Regions from separate parts of the Mus musculus genome. Here region 1 is linked to region 2. The links are chromatin contacts, called in public ChIA-PET maps. All regions are on one chromosome and are shown on one strand. The core of a region is the stretch at or near the end of the contact, and the rest is flanking DNA. Distances in the headings are between cores, read along the strand shown.

The links. ChIA-PET counts read pairs in DNA pulled down with a chosen protein or histone mark.
Region 1: an RNA polymerase II ChIA-PET map of memory CD8 T cells shows a contact between it and region 2, with 12 read pairs. The contact joins two enhancer-like sites. A contact is called at or near these places in 4 of 115 datasets of contacts at active chromatin or transcription factors (astrocytes, embryonic stem cells, memory CD8 T cells and 1 more).

What each region holds. Positions count from the first base shown.
Region 1 is chr11:80,065,425-80,071,698 of GRCm38.p6, reverse strand. All of the region lies in intron 1 of Crlf3 (cytokine receptor-like factor 3), which reads left to right. Among named protein-coding and RNA genes, the nearest start is that of Crlf3, 12 kb to the left of the region's middle. Within about 2 kb of position 4,003, at least 89 of the 459 cell types and tissues checked have an H3K27ac peak or open chromatin away from gene starts, as enhancers often do. A contact at or near this core is called in memory CD8 T cells, where this site is marked.
Region 2 is chr11:79,659,158-79,665,612 of GRCm38.p6, reverse strand. The region is part of intron 3 of Rab11fip4 (RAB11 family interacting protein 4 (class II)); the gene reads right to left. Among named protein-coding and RNA genes, the nearest start is that of Rab11fip4os2, 13 kb to the left of the region's middle. Within about 2 kb of position 5,107, at least 205 of the 459 cell types and tissues checked have an H3K27ac peak or open chromatin away from gene starts, as enhancers often do. A contact at or near this core is called in memory CD8 T cells, where this site is marked.

The sequences.
Region 1 (6,274 bases), core at 2,754-5,253, 410 kb before region 2:
GGCTGAACTCGAACTCAGAGATCCACCTGCCTCTGCCTCCCAGTGGTGCTGGGATTAAAAGCGTGCACCACTACCACCCAGTCTGTATTTATTTTTAAGAGACTGTGTGTGTGTGGGGGGGGGGGGGCATGGGCACAAATGGATGTCTGTGCACCCACATTCATGCAGGATCTGCCTAGGCCAGAAGAGGATGTTAGAGCCATTGGAACTGAAGTTACTTACACGGGATTGTGATTGTGAGTGATGCAGGTGCCAGGAACTGACTCCTGTTCCTTTAGAAGAGCACTGAGGACTTGTAGCCTCTGAGCTATCCCTCCAGTCTGTGTGTGTGTGTAAGATGTATTTTAAGTATATGGTGTTTACCTGCATACCTTTGCATTATGTCCTTGTAGGGGCCTTCTGATCCTCTAGAACTAGAGTTACAGATAGGTTTTAGGAACCATGTGGGTGTTGGGAACTGAGCCCAGATCTTTCCCAAGACTAACATGTGTTCTTAACCACAAGTCATCTCTTTAGCTCCCATCATATATATAATTTTAATAGAGAAATCCACCTGCCTCTGCCTCCCAAGTGCTGGGATTAAAGGCGTGTTGCCACCACTGCCCGACAAAGTGTGACTTTCTTGATCTTCAGTTTCTTTGTCTGTAAATGAAGGTTAAAAAATACTGCTTACTTTACCTGGCCAGTGTGGGAACTGAAGTAGAGTTGGGCTTGGTGGCGGCCCTTTAAACTCAACACAGGAGGCAGAGGCAGGTGAGTATCTGAGTTTGAAGCCAGCCTGGTCTGCATAGAGAGAGGCCTGTCTCAGAAAACAAAAAAGTAAATAACATAAAGTAAGAAGTACTGTGGCCAGTGAGATGGATGACTCAGCAAGTCCAGTGCTTGCTGCCCATGTCTGAGAACTTGAATTTGATCTCTGGAACATGCGAAAAGATGGGCGAAGAGAACCTAATCCATGCCTATCCTCTGGCCTTTACCTGCGCGCTGACGCAGCGTGTGCCCTCTCCCATCACACACACACAGAATTGTAAGTAAAACATTTAATAGGACTATTTAAAATGTTTAGCACAATGCCCAGGACAATAGGATGTTCTCAACTAATATTAGCCACAATAAAACTACTAAAAATTGTTGTTCAAGGTGACATCTTTTGCTTCTACTGACAGCTTATTTTTTAAATGTCTGCTATGTTTTTCCCCAACAAAATGCCCTTTTTTAATTTTGGTGGTAGTTTTTGGCTGTCCCATTTATATAAGAACTTAATAAATTTTATTACAGTTACTAGTGTGCAAAACCTTCTGCCTCCTTTTCCAAAATGAAAGGTTTTGTTTTGTAGGCTGGCTTGAAACTTGAGGTGTTCCCGCCCCAGGCTCTTGAATGCTGTGCTTGTGAGTGATATGCCACCATGTCCAGAGAATGAGTTCTTTAAGGTCAAGATCATGACATATTTATTGTTTTGTTTTGGGGTGATTTTAATTAATTAATTAGCTTTTATGTGCATTGTGTTTTGCCTGCATTTTTGTCTATGTGACGGTATCAGATCCCCTGAAACTGGGGTTACAGACAGGTATGCTCACACAGCTGCCATGTGGTTGCTGGGCATTAAATCTGGGTCCTTTGGAAGAGCAGCCAGTGCTCTTAACCACTGAGCCAGCTCTCCAGCCCCGCCTTAATCGTTTTTACAATCCAGATTCCTGGCACATAATCAACTCAGTAAACATGTAAATGAAAGCCTTTGTGAATGTGTGGGTGTAGTTTTGCAGAGATTCTTCTTAGATTGTAATCTTGATGATGTGCATTTTCTTCATTAATGCAGTTAATCTAGAGTTAATCATCTGTCTCACCATGCTGTTTGATTATCTCCTGCTGTATAATAAACTGCAAAAGTTCAGCAGGTTAGAAGCTGTTAGTTCTTTGGTGCAGCACATTCATAATCTTATCACTAAAGCTGAGGAGGGAGGATTCCTGGGAGTATAAGGGTAGCCTGGGCTACATAATGAGTTCCAGGCCAAGGCTACTTAGTGAGACACTGTCTAATCACACCTGACTCTGCCTCCTGAGTGCTAGGATTAAAGGTGTGGTCTTTTTTTTTTTTTTTTTTAAAGGTTTTATTTATTTATTATATGTAAGTACACTGTAGCTGTCTTTAGATCTCGTTACGGATGGTTGTGAGCCACCATGTGGTTGCTGGGATTTGAACTCTGGACCTTCGGAAGAGCAGTCGGGTGCTCTAACCCACTGAGCCATCTCACCAGCCCTAAAGGTGTGGTCTTAATTAAGGTTTAAATACATTTTATAGGGGCTGGGGAGATGGCTCAGGGGTTAAGAGTATTGGCTGTTCTTCCAGAGGTCCTGAGTTCAATTCCCAGCAACCACATGGTGGCTCACAACCATCTGTAATGGGATCTGACGTCCTCTTCTGATGTGTCTGAAGACAGCTACAGTGTACTCAGATACATAAAATAAATAAATAAATCTCTTTTTTTGTTTGTTTGTTTTTTGCTTTTTTGAGACAGGGTTTCTCTGTGTAGCCCTGGCTGTCCTGGAACTCACTCTGTAGACCAGGCTGGCCTCGAACTCAGAAATCCACCTGCCTCTGTCTCCCAAGTGCTGGGATTAAAGGCATGGGCCACCACTGCCCGGCGATAAATCAATCTTTAAAAAATACATTGTATGATCTTTTTAAATGACTTATTTATTTTATGTGCATTGGTGTTTTGCCTGCATGTATAGCTGTGTGAAGGTGTCAGATACTCAGCAGCTGGAGTTATAGCCTTGTGAGCTACCATGTAGATGCTGGGAATTAAGCCTGGGTCCACTGGAAGACCAGCCAGTGTTCTTAACTGCTGAGCAATCTCTCCAGCCCCAACTTTATGACCTTTTGATAACTAAACTCTGAGGAAAGTAGTTCAGTTGTGTGTTGTCTTGTATCAATGGATAGTATTTTGTGAGCTCATCATCCTGTTACCTTCAAAAGGTTAAACAGTGAGCTTAAATAATCTTGTCACTTTTAATAATCTTGCAAGGATGGCCGGTGACAGCAAACTTTTAATCCAGCACTGAGGAGGCAGAGGCAGGCAGATAAATCTCTGTGAGCTCCGGGACAGCTAGGGCTAGAGAGAGAGAGAGAAAGAGAAAGAGAGAAAGGAAGAGAAGAGAAGAGAAAAGAAAAGTTTTAATGATCTTGTCACACTGGAGGTTTCAGTAGGAGTTCAGAATATGACTGACGAATATAAACTGTATAAATTACAGTTTCCTCCTGGAGTCCTTAAGTTGCCTGCCATTTATACTTTCTCTCTCTCTTGGCTGGCCTAGAACTATCGGCATTGTTTCCTAGTATAGCACTGGCTAGTCTGGAACTTATTCAATAGATCTCTGGCTCTTGCCTCTACGTTTGAGTGTTTGGATTACAGAAGTGTGCCATCTTGCTTGGAACTTGTTAAAATCACATCTGTAAGTCAAAATCACCTCGGTAGCAAGAACATGGCTCCTGGACTCAGATGTGGGGCACAGGGAAGTCTTGAGTTTTTTTCCCTCCATTGTAGACTGTGCAGGTATGATGCTGTAGTCAGATAAGAGGAAACACATTAGCCTACCTCAAACTGGGAGACTCATCAGTGAACTGTTTTCATAAAGCCAAAAAACTTGATACTTGATTACTATGGTTAGATTAATGTTGACTGAGCTTTAAACTGTGAGCTATTTTTTGGAAGAAGAAAATGATCTAAGGGAAAACCAAGGAGGTTTGAAAAGGCAGTGGTTGGTGTTCTGTGAACAACAGACACCACATGCATGCCCGGCGAGCGCCTGGGGGGCAGGTTTGGAAGTGGAGGCTTCCCTCCACAGTCCTCACTAATGTTGACATATTTCCTCTTTCCCTAAGGTTGTCAGACAAAACCAACAAAATAACACGGGCTTGCAATTTCTGAGGGAGCTTCTGAATTCTTTCTAAAGAGGAAATTGACTTTACCTAACCAGGGCACTTCCTGCATATGCTGTATCCGTTAAAGAGCCAGGCAGGGCCTTGCTGGTTCAGTGCTCAAGTGCAGAGTTTCCTCTTAGAGGAAGGTCTGAAATGTGGCACAGTGGACTTTATTCTACCTATATTGCATTTATAAATCAACCATGGTCTTAAAAAATTCAGGTTCTGGGGCTGGGCCTGAGATGTAGCTCAGTTGGGAGAGTATTTGCCCACTATGCTTGAAGCTGGACATGGGGGGACCTACCTGTAGTTTGGAGGGGTGAAAGAAGAAAGATCAGAAGTTCAGGATCCTCTTGAACTACAATGAGATTGAGGCTTGGTATCCATGAGATATTGACTTTCAAAATAACAAACAAATGCATCAGGTCTAGAGCCTGACACTGTGCATTGCTAACAATATAAAAGTCATAAGACTTTCTTTCTGTAGTTTTTTAGTTTATTTTTTGGTTTTTCGAGATAGGGTTTCTCTGTGTAACCTATTCTGGAATTAGCTCTGTAAACCGGGCTGGCCTTGAACTCAGAGATCCACCTACCTCTGCTTCCAAAGTGCTGGATTAAGGGCTTGTGCTGACACACACACACACACACACATACACACACGTATATGTATATATTATTCATTTTTGGTAGGTGTATGTGTGTGTATGTGTGTGTGTGTGTGTGTGTGTGTACACATGTTAATATTCCAGTCAAGAGAAAGCTGGCAAGAGGATTAAGAGTTAGAATAGTATATAATAGATCATAAAACTACTATTGTTTGTAAAACAAAATGATGGCTTTGGGAGCTCTTTTTTTGGTTTTGGTTTTGGTTTTTTTGGTTTTTGAGACAGGGTTTCTCTTTATAGCCCTGGCTGTCCTGGAACTCATTTTGTAGACCAGGCTGGCCTCGAACTCAGAAATCTGCCTGCCTCTGCCTCCCAAGTGCTCGGATTAAAGGTATGCACCTTTACTGCTGGAGATTGAATCTAGATGCTTACACTCCTGAGTCATATCCCAGGTCGTGTGTTTGAACTGTCCCACTTATAGTTAGTATTTGAGAGGAAATGGACTGTGTTTTATCCATTACATTTTTTTAAAAAGATTTATTTATTTATTATATCTAAGTACAATGTAGCTGTCCTCAGACACTCCAGAAGAGGGCGCCAGATCTCATTATGGGTGGTTGTGAGCCACCATGTGGTTGCTGGGATTTGAACTCAGGACCTTCAGGAGAGCAATCAGTGCTCTTAACCGCTGAGCCATCTCTCCAGCCCCTATCCATTACATTTTTGTTGTTGTTGTTTTGTTTTGTTTTGAAGACGGGGTTTCTCTGTATAGCCCTGGCTGTCCTGGAACTCACTTTGTAGACCAGGCTGGCCTCGAACTCAGAAATCCACCTGCCTCTGCCTCCCAAGTGCTGGGATTAAAGGCGTGCGCCACCATGCCCAGCCCATTACATTTTATTAAACATCTGGTGACTACAAACAGCTTATTTGCTTTCAGAATATATGTGAGATGCAAAGACTTTTCTGTTATAACTCCTAGCACAAAGATTTTTAAACTTGGCTCTGTGGACCGAGGACAGTGCATCTAAAATGTGGGCAGACTCACCAATGTGCCTGTGACAAGTGAGAGTTCTGAGCGTATGTCCCTCCTACTCCTCCTAAGCTGTGTTCAGTTGGTCTCAACCCTGTAGTCTGAGTTAGCAGGGAGCACACAGAATCCCTTTGCAAAGAACATTTCATAATCACAACTCGATCCAGTTATCGGCCAGCTTGTCCCACCAATCACCGAGGTTTGTGATTAGTGAGAGATTGTATTCACCAAAATGAAATGAACAGTGATCTAGGAAGACATCTGTGCCCCTGCGCGTATGCGTGCGTGCACGTACACAGACAGACAGACAGACAGACAGACACAAAAGTAAAGCAGATTTAAAAAAAATGACAGCAGCAGCAACAAAGCTGATTATGGTGACACATGCTTGTCATCAAGAGGCTACATGAAACAAGCAAACACGAGGGAAGGATTACATGATCTCATTTCTGTAGAATCTGAAAAGGATTCATAGGAGCATGCAGTAGAATACTGGTCAGCAGGAACAAGGTGGGGAGAAATAGTGATACGTGGTACCACGGTGCAGGGTTTCTGTGATAGGATGAACATATTCTGGAGCATTAATGTATAGGGCAGGGACTGTGCCCTGAACTATATTGTATTTTGCAAATTGCTAAGAGAGAGCTTCAGTGTTCTTACCACAGAAAGTAATCATTGGGTTGGCAAGATGGCTTGTTGGATAAAGGTACTTGCTCC
Region 2 (6,455 bases), core at 3,858-6,357:
GATTCTCTTTTTACGACACCAGGCTTGTAGGAGAAAGACTCAGCCTGGCATAGTGACATATTCCTATGTGTCTATGTGATTCCAGAACTAGGGAGGCAGAAACAGGAGGATGTCTGTGAGTTCCACACCAGCCTAGTTCACACATTGATTGCCAGGCCCTAAAGGACTACAGGGTGAGACCCTACCTTTTTTTTTTGATCCCCCCCCCCCAGTTTTCATTTTTGAAGAGGTAGGGGTGCTAGAGAGGTGACTCAGAGGTTCAGAGTGTGTGTCTGCTCTTCTGGTGGACCTGGGCTTGGATTACTAGCACCCATGTGAGCAGCTCTCTGCTGCCTACAAGCTTCAGCGGGGATCCAATTCCTCTGCCTAGGCCAGTGCTTTCACTCAGGTGTGCATGAGTGTACACACACACGCACACACTTTAAAAAATATTCAGAGGCTGGAGAGGTGATGGCTCAGTAGTTAAAAGAAGCAAAGTTTGGTTCCCAGCACCACCCACATCAGGTGGCTCATACCTGCCTATAACTTCAACTCAAGGGACACCTGATGCCTCTGCACACACACACACACACACACACACACACACACACTTAAATCAATTTAAAGGTAAGGATCTCACAGGCAAAGACACAGATCTTAACTGTCAGATCTCTGTCTTCATTTAAATAATGTTAACATGGTTGAGAAAGAACTCATTTGAGAAGACAAAACTTGTTGAATCACTTACAACTCTGACCAAGGTAAACACTCCTTCCTCTTTGTTAAAGGAGTCAAGCAGCAGGGCTAGACACGCTGCCATTACTAGAACCCACTGCTGGGCAAGGCTGAGACTGGAGGTCACCCGGACAACTATGGCACTGGCCTTTTGGCCGACTTTTCCAGGATACACACATCCCTGGCTGTTGCTTTTGCCACTCATCCCAGTCTCAGGTCACGGTAAAATCAAGGAAGGGATCAACAGGCTCCCCAGGTACCCAGGAAGGTTCTCAGAGTCCGTGTCACAACTCCCTAAGAGTCAGACTTCATAAGAGCCCGAGTAAGGTCCTTTAGTTCTAATGGGCCCATGTGAACTGGCCGATGCTAAATTCCATTTAATTAGCAGTAGCTGGATGAGGCCCTAGGTGCCTAGATAAGGACTGCCAGGCCCAGTCAGACAGCTGGCATGAGAAAATGAGACCCCCAAGCTCAGGCTTTGGAGGGCATATTCTCCACAACCTGCTGCCCACTGGAGCCTCTGGAGCAACGCTGCTTTGAAATGAGGTCAAGCTGAAAGCTGCCAACAGTCTTGCCCAGGAGAAATAGCCACCAACTCATTCCAGCCACTGAGAACTCAATGGCACCCTAACTCTTGGTCACAAACCATACTGGGTCAGTGGATGGGGAGAGGTGTCTAAGACACACACTTTGAAGCCCAGAAAGAGATGAACCCCAAAGCTGCTGCCCAGGTATGTGAAGGCCTCTTCGGGATCCTTAAGGGACTGGTGTCCTGAATTAAGAGGCCAACTGCCCACAGCAGACAGGTGGAGGGACATCTAGGCCCCTGAGGCCAAGGAAGATCTGCAGACAGATGGGAGCCAGTGAGCTTGTGGGCTACAGAGTGGGTCTTATAATTGGTCTTGCTCCACTCGACAGGAGCTGACCAGTATGAATAAGGAGACCAGCTCCAAGCACAACTCTAAGACCCAGCTACCAGCGTGTCACCAGCAAGGCTTTTACTAGTTCCAGTTCTGTGGTGGAGAACACATGTTCCGAACCCACACAGAGTCACGTGGACAGGCTTATCTGACCAGTCCCAGGTTGAGGTCAGGAAGCTGACAGCAGACTCAGTCACACAGACATCTTTTCTCTGAGAGATACCATTTACCCCTCAAAACCAAGGACTCCACGAACGGCGACTAGGGCAGATTTCCAGCCGCACCCTACTCCCCAGCTGTCTGACAGCAGCAGGATCCCTCTGTCTCTCAGAGCTTATTCCCCTGGTCTGTCTCCAGGCACAGCTAAACCCTGCAGTCCTGCTGGACACACCACATTAGACACAGGGCCCACCTCAGGAACGTTACAGTCGCTGTTCCTGCCGCCTGTTACTCTTCCGTCAAGGTGTCCCTTCTCTGGCCGCTGGTTAAAACCCAGCAGCTCTCTGTTCACCCTGCCTGTTTCCCACCCCATCTTACTGGATGTCTAACTCCTGGCTAGTCTGCCTCATTCCCACATCGCAGCTCCAGGAAGCAAGGACTCACATGCATCTCACTCACTGCCTCCGCCAACACTGAGCACAGGAACCTAAGATTCTATGTAGTGAACGAGTGAAGCAGCATGTGCCTGCCTTGTGCCAGGCAATATGAGCTGACAGGAACGGCAAAAGCACAAAGCCCTGAAATGCCACCTGACAGAGGAGGAGACAAGGTGCCATCCAGGAAAGAAGATCACAGTGACCGGTGAAACACCAGGCAGGCATGCCAAACCATACGCCCAGCTGGTTGAAGCAGGATCCCCATGATTCTAGCAATGACACCAGGATGGTCTTCCTCATGTCATGACCAGTGATTTGACACCATAAAGAACTAGTTACTAAGCCGTGAGCTAGCAGAACTGACCCAGAGAAAACAGAGCGACACCCCAGGGTCCTGTGTACCTGGTGAGGCCTGGGCTCGAGACCCCACTAATGCCAGATGGTGAGACAGACAATGAATCTTCCTACTTAAAACACAAGCTCTGTGCCGGGAGACAGCATAGGTCAGAGGGTGGATCGGAACTTTCTGCATAGGCTATTCCAACCCTAGAAATGCCTGCCTGTCTGCAATCTCACAGGAAACCTCCCCCGTTCCAGTTCCTCCTGACCCTCACCTAAAATAAATGTACAGAAGTAATATCCTAAGGTCCCTCAAGACAAGATTCACTGTGGAGGAACCATAGGCACAACAGGCTACCGAGAAGAACTTCCAGCCCCCTAAAACAAGGCACCTAGCTATCACCACCAGGAAAGTTAAGTGAGCTGTGACAGCCCCAGAGAAAAGGCCTCCCAGGACAGCAAGAGGCTGGAAGGGGCCAACTTGCTTTAGGCCTGGCACAGACAGAAGGGGACCCCCTCCTGCCCCCATGCTGTTGCCCTGTGGAGCCCCAGAAAGGACAGCTCAAACCACTCAAGTCCTCCTAACTTCAGCCTTTCTTCCTTCCCCTGGCTAAAGCCCTGACCAAGGACAGGCTCCAGGCAGTCTGTCCCATAAGATCTCCCTCGGGGCAAAGGTCAGACGGTCCAGCTTGCTTACCTGGCCTGGCCAGTAAACCATCCCTGCCCCACAGCCCAGTCTTATCTCTCTAAACTTTGACTTGTCATTTACTCCGATCCCCACACCTAAATCCCAGAATCTGAAGGTCCGAAGTGGTTTCCACCAGGCAGCACAGCCAGCAAGCTGTGCTGCCTTCAGGCTCCAGCCACACATTCTTCACCAGCTTACCCCACATCTATAGGCCACTGACCTCAAAGAACCAACATGAACTGGCCCAGGCATTCAAGGTAGCTGGGTGGTGTCAGATTATACCCTGGAACTCAAGGTCCTCTGGAGGGCAAGGATGTGTCCCACATATAAAGTTCCCTGGGTATTTAACCCTGCCTCTGTGAGAGTCCGCTAAGCAGGTTAAAGTCTGGGTCAGTGCCACAATACCAGAAGCTGGGGCTGAACCGTGAGATCTCAGCTAGTGAAGGTGGGTGGAGGAGCTAGCAGTGGTCTTTTGCAGTCGTAAAACCCTCCCCACTGAGACTCCTTTCCCTAGCAATAACAGACACCATCTTTCACCAGGGAAGGGCCCTGGAAATTGCCCCAGGGAATGTGGGAACCCAAGCAATTATCACCTGCCTCTTGCTCTGGGAAGGGAGACAGAGGCTTGGAGAGCATCAGGAACCAGTGCAAAGTGGGGCCCAATCCAAAATGACTAGAGCAGCAAGCACGGAGGCAGGACCTCTGACCCCTCTGCTACTTTAGGGGGAGGGGGCAGGGGTGCTATAAATCAGCCAGTAGAAAACTGGTGAGTCCTTAAGAGTTCAGCAACGAATCATTTCTAGCTCTTTTGGGGAAAGCAAGACCAGAAGTGGGAGATGGAGAGGTGACGGAATGCTGTCTAGGGCTGTATTGGTACCACGTTTACAGAGGCTTCGATGCTAGGCCCTGGGAAACACTTGTCGCAACGGAGAAGCAACTATGTCAACAACTTACATTGAGGTGGACTGTGGGCTCTTACGGGACTCAAGGGCATAGGCTGGTGGCCTGCGCACACCTCCACCCATAGGAGCATCTTGCTGAGGGGAAGCAGGACCTGTCTCAAATCCCTACACTACTAGGCTGGTTCTGTCTTCTAACCCTTCAGATGCCCCGTGAGAGGGGAAAAGCAGGAAACTGGCTTCATGCAGCAGCCATCACCTATGGAAACAACTTCACCACTTACAGCTCCCTAGGGAAGCAGCCCAGCTAAGAGCAGGACACTGATGGGGGCTGACAAGCTCTCTTCCCATTTCCACCAGATTCCCCCTAAAACACTTCTGGAACAGCGCCACAGGGATCGCGGGCACCCTCCTCGGGCACCAAGTTGGTTCCGCTCACGCTCGCACCTGGGCGCTGGCCGAAGGCCCGGAGCAAGCAGAGGGGTCAGTGGTTTTGCGAAGGTACTCTGATCTCCCTGGCCAGCACAGGGAGGGTAGAGGCGAATCCACCAACTTCCCACTCCTGGTGCAAGCTAGGTGCGTCCCGCGGTCGCCGCTTACCTGGCATCCGGGAGCCGGCGGGGAGCGCATCCCCCGACCGGCTGCAGGTCGGGCCGCTGTAGATGAACAAGAAGCCAGCGGCTGGTCGAGTCGGGTCCGGCGGGGTACACGGGGACGAAGCCAGCACCGTGCTCAGAAAACAATCCGGGAGGCGCGCTGCTCCGCACCAGTTGAAGCCGCCGGTCCCGCCCCCGCCCGCACCCGTTGCCGGGAGACCCGCGTGGGCCGAAGGGGCTCTTTGTATCAAAGCTGCCGTGACATCACGAGGCGCCCAAGCTCCCCGGGCTCCGGCGGCCGGGCCTCGCACAGGGGGCGGGTCCTGAGGCTCGGAGGCCTGGGAACCCGAGCCGAGGGGGCGGGGCCCAGGTAGCCCCGCCCACCCAAGGTAAGGGGCAGGTGGCGGAGGCGGTGGCCGCCAATGGCCACACGGTCGGCGCCTCGGTGGGTGGAGCTTGTCTGAGCGTGCAGTTTACTGCCAGCAGGTCAAACACTAGAGTTTGGATGAAATTCTCCGGCCATCTCAATGCTATGTCCCTGTTTGATGTCCTCAAACTTAATATCTCAGTGCTGCGAGACTCCGGCAGCACTGTTCAGCTCAAACTCGCGAACTAAAAGCCTGCCCCAACCCACCACCAGCTGAAATCTGATTTGGAGTCCTACCCACTACTTTGTTTTCTTCACACCAAGCGAAAGCTATCCATAGCTAGCCCAGCACCAAGACACAAGTGGCAAGTATACAAGAAACAAGTACCAAGATAAGAACTAGAGAACTCAACAAAGAAAGATTTCCATCAGAAACACCGTCTCCCTCTCAGGCTTTCACACCATTCAGGATTTAAACATGGCCGAAATGTTTAGAATTCAAGCAAGACAGCAAACGCTAGGACCAGTTTCCCTTCATTTTGGTAGTGTTTTACATAACTCGGGAAAAGCCTGATTACCTTCCTGACTGGCCTCAAGCCACGTTCTCATGTTCTTCATACACTACACACTGACACAAATACTTGGGTATACTTAGAATGGGCAAGGTGGCTTCACATCACACACACACACAGACACACACACACACTCATATACACACATACTCACACTCATACAGACTCATACTCATACACATACATACTCACACACACACACACACACCTACCTCTGCTGCTCTCTAGCTCAGCATTTTTCAACCTTTGGGCTGCAACCCCTTTGGAGTTGGAAGACCCTTTCACGGTGGTCGCATTTCAGATATTTATATTACAATTCATAACAGTAGCAAAATTACAGTTATGAAGTAGCAATAAAAATAACGTTATGGTTGGGGGTCACCACAGCACGATGACCTGTATGTTAAAGGGTCACAATATCAAGAAGACTGAGAACCACTACTCTGGCCCTTTGCTCTCAACCTCTTTCTCACCCGCTGTGTGTGAGCAATAAATTTCCAACTACCTCTCTGCTTACCTGGTCAAAGCCCACTAGAGTTGCAGCTTTGCTTGGACAGCCTTAGCTAGAGGGGACCTCCACGTAAGGTCTGTGAGAGTGGTGAATCCCATCTTGTAAGGCCTTCTCTGAATTTATGTCTTGTAGTTTCTACACAACCTTTGGAACTGCGTACAGATGCCATAGACAGTTTCTCACACTGTCTCGGTCCAGTCTCCATCCTAGCTAGTCAGGGTCAATGAACCATATCTCGGCTTTGGAGGACAGC